Linked DNA regions of Ovis aries: region 2 is linked to region 1. A link is a contact called in public Hi-C data. All regions are on one chromosome and are shown on one strand. Each heading gives the region's core, a stretch centred on a gene start, on an enhancer-like site or on the middle of the called end of the contact. The rest is flanking DNA. Distances are from core to core; before and after follow the strand shown. Region 1 has its middle 12 kb from the start of CDC42EP1. Region 2 holds the start of PDXP (pyridoxal phosphatase).

What was found. Hi-C and Micro-C count contacts between places; a contact is called where the count stands out from the background.
Region 2: a contact with region 1 is called in a Hi-C map of tail adipose tissue, with 4 times the contacts expected there. The contact joins the promoter of PDXP here to the enhancer-like site in region 1. A contact is called at or near these places in 3 of 16 Hi-C or Micro-C datasets (blood, muscle and tail adipose tissue).

The regions. Positions count from the first base shown.
Region 1 is chr3:215,245,002-215,247,883 of ARS-UI_Ramb_v3.0, reverse strand. No RefSeq gene overlaps it. Among named protein-coding and RNA genes, the nearest start is that of CDC42EP1, 12 kb to the left of the region's middle. Within about 2 kb of position 1,358, at least 36 of the 54 cell types and tissues checked have an H3K27ac peak or open chromatin away from gene starts, as enhancers often do. A contact at or near this core is called in muscle and tail adipose tissue, where this site is marked.
Region 2 is chr3:215,327,802-215,330,683 of ARS-UI_Ramb_v3.0, reverse strand. It overlaps PDXP (pyridoxal phosphatase), which reads right to left and starts at 1,376. Exons shown (of 2, transcript XM_004006978.5): 1 at 721-1,376. The coding sequence starts at 1,294.

The DNA of each region.
Region 1 (2,882 bases), core at 109-2,608:
GGAAGACTAAGCCACTGGATTGTTTTTGCTATTGTTTAGTTGCTAAGTCGTGTCTGATTCTTCCACCCCCTGGGCTGTAGCCCGCCAGGCTCCTCTGTCCATGGAATTATCCAGGCAAGAGTACTGGAGTGGGTTGCCATTTCTTCCTCCAGGGGATCTTCCCGACCCAGGGATCCAACTCGCTTGGCAGGCAGGTTCTTTACCACTGAGCCACCTGGGAAGCCCAGGCCACTGGATGCAGCGTATACCTCTGGCTGCTCCCCTAGCGGGCCCCTGGGCTAACACCTTTGGGCCAGTGTCCGGGGCATGCCAGGGGCCTCCTTACCCGGCGCAGGCTGGCTGGCCAGCCGGCCTGGCCTCGTAGCCCTCCCAGAATTGCAGCAGCAGCTGTGGGGTGGCCGGAAGCCCCACCCCCGGCGCCTCTGGGCCCCAAGCCCAGGCCGCAGGCGGATCTGTGGCTGGCACTGCTCCTTCGGGCTGGGGTGGGAACACCGCAGGGATTTTAAAAATAAAGGGCCTTGAGACAGTGGCCTGGCCCAGCCAGCAGTGGGGCGGGGTGGGGGGTAGACAGGGACAATGGGATGCCAATTCTCGGGGGCTGTCCACCCACAGGGAGCAGCCAGACCAGGGGAGCCCACTGTTTCCTGCCCCCCCCAACAGTGCTGCCTTCCCAAGGACACTTCCTCTGCGCCTATCCTAAACATCGTCCCAGATGTTGACTGAGCGCCTACTATGTGCCAGGCCTCAGGGACCGCGGGCTGAGACCCTCCAGCCTCTCTTTCTCCCAGCCATGTTGCTCTCCCCGGCGCTACCCTCTCCTCCGTCTCCAACCTCAAGCCGGATGATTTATTGAGCGCCTACTATGTGCCAGGCCTGTCCTGGCCTCCTTCTTTTCAGCCTCTCTGGGCTCTTCTCCTCTGCGCTCACACTCTCCCAGGCCTCTCCCCCATCTCAGGCCATTTCTGTCTGCCTCTCTCTCCTCTGGCCAGGCTAACAGGAAGCAGCCGGAGAGGTCAAGGGCCACTGGGCCTCCAGAGTCCAGTGTCTGCATACACAGGGGCCTGTCGACAGGGAGGCGAGGTGGGGGAGGTGGACTTCCTGTTTATGAGAATCCGAAGGACCCCCAGGGAGGTGCCTTGGACAGGCGTCCCGGGCAGCCCCTCTAGTCTAGATCCCAAGTCTCTCCCTGCAGGGGCCCCCAAACAGCCAGCTCAGACCCAGGCACTGCCCTCCCCGCCTTGCTGGGGAGGGCCAGAGGAAGGAGGACTGCGTCTTTGGAATAGCCAGGAATGTGGGAGTCGAGTGTCCAGTGTCCACAGGAAGCACCACTGGCTCCAGGACCCAGCCCCACTCCTCCCTGTCTGAATGCCCCACCCCATTCTCCTCCCCATCTCCAAGGCCCTCCCCTGCTTTGACGGTGGGAGGGCTTGAAAGAGCTGGGGACGAAGGAGGCTAGGTCTCATCCCGCCCCGGCGGGGCCACAGGTCTTCGGCTCTGGTTGGACCAGGCTCTGGCGGCCTCAGTGCCCGGCTCTGGGTGGGGGTGATGGGCCAGTTACTCCATCAGCTTCGTCTTGCATGCACCATTGTTTCCCCTGAGTCCTCCGTGTGGGGAGGATGGGGCAGGGCCCCCAGGGGGCTTGGGACCAGCCTGAGAAAAATGAGACCAAGATGTCACTTCACACCTTCAAGAAGTATCACCCTCAGTTCAAAGCCCCAGGTTCGAGGAGCTGAAAGTGGGGGCAGACAGAGGTGGGGCCCGGCCAAAGTGTTCTGGGTGAGGAAGCAAATAGCTCCTGCCCTCCTCACCTCCAGGCAGTCTCAGCCAATCCAACCTGTGGTTGCCCAATAGGAGGTACTGACCTAGGGCCTGAGGGTCATGGCCAGTGAAGAGGCTGGGCAGAGGGAGACCTGACCTTGTCCTCTTCTCTCACCAAACCCAGAAGGAGGTCAGTGACTCCTGTCCTCTACGTCGCCTCCCCCACATCCCACTCTCTAGCTCAGAGAACCTGGAGACAGACCTATAGGACACAACGTCCTTAGTGCTGGAGGCAGCCATCCCCTAGTGGGCAGTGGGGGCCCCAGGAGCCAGTTAACCCAGAGAAGGCAGTCAGGGAGGGCTTCCTGGAGGAGGCTACCCTCTCTACACGGAAGCCTAAAATTAGGAAGGATGTGCCTGGCCATGGAAACAGCTTGATCAAAGGCATGACATTTCCAGAGAAATGCTAGCCACATGATGGACCTGGAAAAAGGTGCAGAAGAGTGAGCCGGGGGCGATTATGGGTGGGGTGGGGGATGAGATCAGTCTTCAGGGCCTCAAAGCCTGGACTTTCTGTGGCTCTGGAGCGCCCTCTTTTGCCCCAGGCCAGAAGGTGGAAGGGAGTCAGGCAAAGGAACCACTGAGATAGATTCAGTGTTGTTATGTGGTGAGGGCAAAGTGCTGGGGCCGGGGGCAGGAACCCTGGCCTCAGCTCTGCAAAGCTGCCCCCAAAAGACAGAAGACTTTCCAGTTCCTGATAGACCTGCTCTGAGCCAGAGCATCTAGGCACTTGCCCACAGTGGTGACCTTGGGCAAGTTATTAACTTCCCTGACCTCAGTTTTGGGCTCTATAAAATGGGGCTAAAGAGAGGACCTGCATCAGAGGGCTGTTGGTGAATGGAATTAATTTAGCATAGCTCCTAGGTGGTGCCAGTGGTAAAGAACCTGCCTGCCAATGCAGGAGACTTGAACCCTGGGTCGGAAAGATCCCCTGGAGAAGGAAATGCCAACCCACTCCAGTATTGTTGCCTGGAGAATCCCATGGACAGAGGAGCCTGGCGGGCTACAGTCCATGGGGTTGCAAAGAGTCGGACACGACTGAGTGTCACATACAGCACAGCACC
Region 2 (2,882 bases), core at 127-2,626, 83 kb before region 1:
TCCAGAATAATTCTGAAACTAAATAATACACCAAGGTGCTTCATAAAGCTCTGTAACAGGAGAGGGCTCAGATACAATTTACATCATCTCAGCACCTATTACAGAGCAAGCGCTTGCCCTGATCACTCTCTCCTCAGCGAAACTAAAGCTGACATGGTTAGTATTCCCATTTTACCCCCAGAGAGGAAATGCTCCACGGTTATGTAATTTAACAAGATTACAGAGCCCTGCAGCTGGGAACTCAGGTCAAACTCCATCCACCGCCCGTTCTCTCCGCACACCTGCCTTCAATCTGCCGCCAGAAACGCCTGTTCCAACCCTCGGCGGGGGGGGGGGGGGGGAGGGCAAGCTTTGTCCCCAACTCTCCCACCTCACTCCGATGGCGGGTGGAGAAAATGACAGGAGTCATGGAGGCTGGTTCAGGAAGGCTAGGGTTGGGAGTCGGGGTCCTGGATTGCACCTGTGACTCCCCGAGCCACAGTGTCCTCATCTGTCCAACCGGACCCCACTTCTGCCCCTCACAGGGTGGCAGCTGCAAGAAAGCTGCAAGAAATACCAGATGTGGCCATGAAGACATGCTGGGCTGTTGCTGGGTGGGAACCGCCCGCACATCCCTCCAGTCCCCCTCCTATCGCCTGGAGACGCCCCTTCCCCAGCCCTCACCCCCAGGCATGGAGCTGAAAGCGCCGCCCCCCACCCCAGCTGTTTCCCCGCGCTCACCGGGGGTCCGGCTGCCGTCGCTGAGCGGGTGCCACGGGTCGCGGTCGGTGGCCACCAGCAGGCAGTCGGGGTCGCGCAAGTGCGCGCAGGCCTCGCTCAGCTTGGCGAAGGAGAAGTGCTCGTCGTAGCCCACAAGCACGGCGCGCACGCGCGGGGCCGCGCCCGGGTCCTCGCTGGGGTCCCCCGCCAGGCGCAGCCCGGCGGCGCGCAGCTCGGCCCGCAGCCCTTCACCGCCCAGCACGAACACCGCGCCCTGAGTGTCCGGAGGTCCGAGCAGGCGCTGGCGCAGCAAGCGCGCGGCGCACAGCGCGGAGCTGAAGAGCTGCTCGGAGCGCAGCCCCCCGAAGCCGAGACGTGCGAAGCGGAGGGCCAGCTCGGGCCGCGCGCGCCGGCTGTTGTTGCTCACGAAGAGCGCCGCCTTGCCAGCCTGAGCCAGTCTCTCCAGCAGCTCGGGGGCGCCCGGCACTGCGCACTCGCCGTTCCACAGCACCCCGTCGCAGTCGAACAGGACCCCCTGCGCCCGGCCCACCACGTCGCGCAGGGCCGCGCCGCGCAGCCGCTCGCAGCGCGCCATGCAGCCGGCTGGCTGCCCGAACACCGGAGCCGCCCCGCTCTCTTCCCGCGGGCACAGCGCGCTCGCCCGCAGAAGGCTTGTCGCGGGCACCCGCCAATCGGCGCGCCAGAAGGGCCAGGGGGCGGGGCCACGACCTGATCTGCAGCCAATGGGAGGGAGAGTCTCGGAGAGGAGCGGTCGGGGGGCTGGGAGCTACACGAGCCTGGCGAAAAGGGCGGAATCTCGAGCGCCACCAAGGGAAGGGGGACCAATGAAGACCTAGCCTGGTCCTTCGTCCCGCCTCTTAGCTCCTCTGGACCAGTAGCCGCAGAGCATCAGCTCCGACTCGCCGCCTGCCGGGAGAGGGATTGACCTTTTTGACCAATAAGGAGTTACGAATGGAAAAATAAGGCCCGTTCCTCGTTCTCCAGCCAATCACAAGCTTAAGACAGATGGTTGCTAGGAGGAAAACAAATACTAAAGGAGATGTTATCTTCGGGTCAACTCTCACTGCCTTCCTAACCCTAGATGCTCCAGTTCCGAGCGGAGCCCTGGGAAGAAGTCCTGGGATGCAGTGTGGTTGATTGGGGAGAGAGGCACATGGTGTCCCCTCAGACGCTGGAGCCCTTGGCCTGGACCTTTGGTTTTCCACCCTGTCTGCGCAGTAGAGTTCCCAAGGAAACGTATTTTTTTTAAATTATATAATTCACATACAGTAAGATGTGTGGATCTTAAGTGTATAGTTCGATGCCTTATAAAACGTGTGATAGGGCCCCAGAAATTCTGATTTTAATTCCTTTGGGTGAGCCCTGGCTTTTTTTGATTTGTTTTTTAATCACCCAGGGATTCTACTGTGAGGCCAGAATGGAGAGACACTGGGCTAGAGGCAGCTTGGTCCCTACTTGGTGAGGAATGTGCCACAATTCTAAGGTTGTCTGCCAACCTCTGAGAAGACTCTGAAGACTGGTCTGACCCCCAGGAGCAACTGGAGCTTCAAAGACCCGAGAAAAGGCACACCGTTCAGCCTCTGGGGCTTATATTTTGTTTCTCATTGGCCTGGCTTTTGCTCCTGACCTTTGCATAGGTGGTCTCCTTCACTTGGAATGTTCTTCCTTCTTCCTCTACCTGGCCAGCTCCGGAAAGACTGGCCTCTCCAATACTGCCCCCTCCAGGAAGTGGGTTAAACGGCTTGCTCCTAAGTGGGCTCTCATGGGTTCCTGGTGCCATGACACTTAATTTTTCTTCTTTTCCCTGTCACACAGCTTGCAGGATCTTAGTTCCCCAGTCAGGGATTGAACCTGCATCCTTGGCAGTGAAATCGGAGTCCTAGCCACTGGACCAGGAAACTCCCATGATACATGATTCTAATTGTCAGTTCTCCTGCCCTTCTCCCTGGGCATTGGGCTGAGTTGGGACCTCGCCTAGAGTCTGGCACAGAGCATGTCAGGGAATGTTTGAGGACAGGTTCATCCTTGCTCCCTGGGAAGCCTTCCCTGGGAACAGAGACCACAGGTGGGGGAAAACAGCGACGGCAGCCATCACTTGCAGGGCACTTCTGTGTGCAAGGGCAGTGCTTCGGGCTTTACAAGTGTCTCATTTAATCCTCACA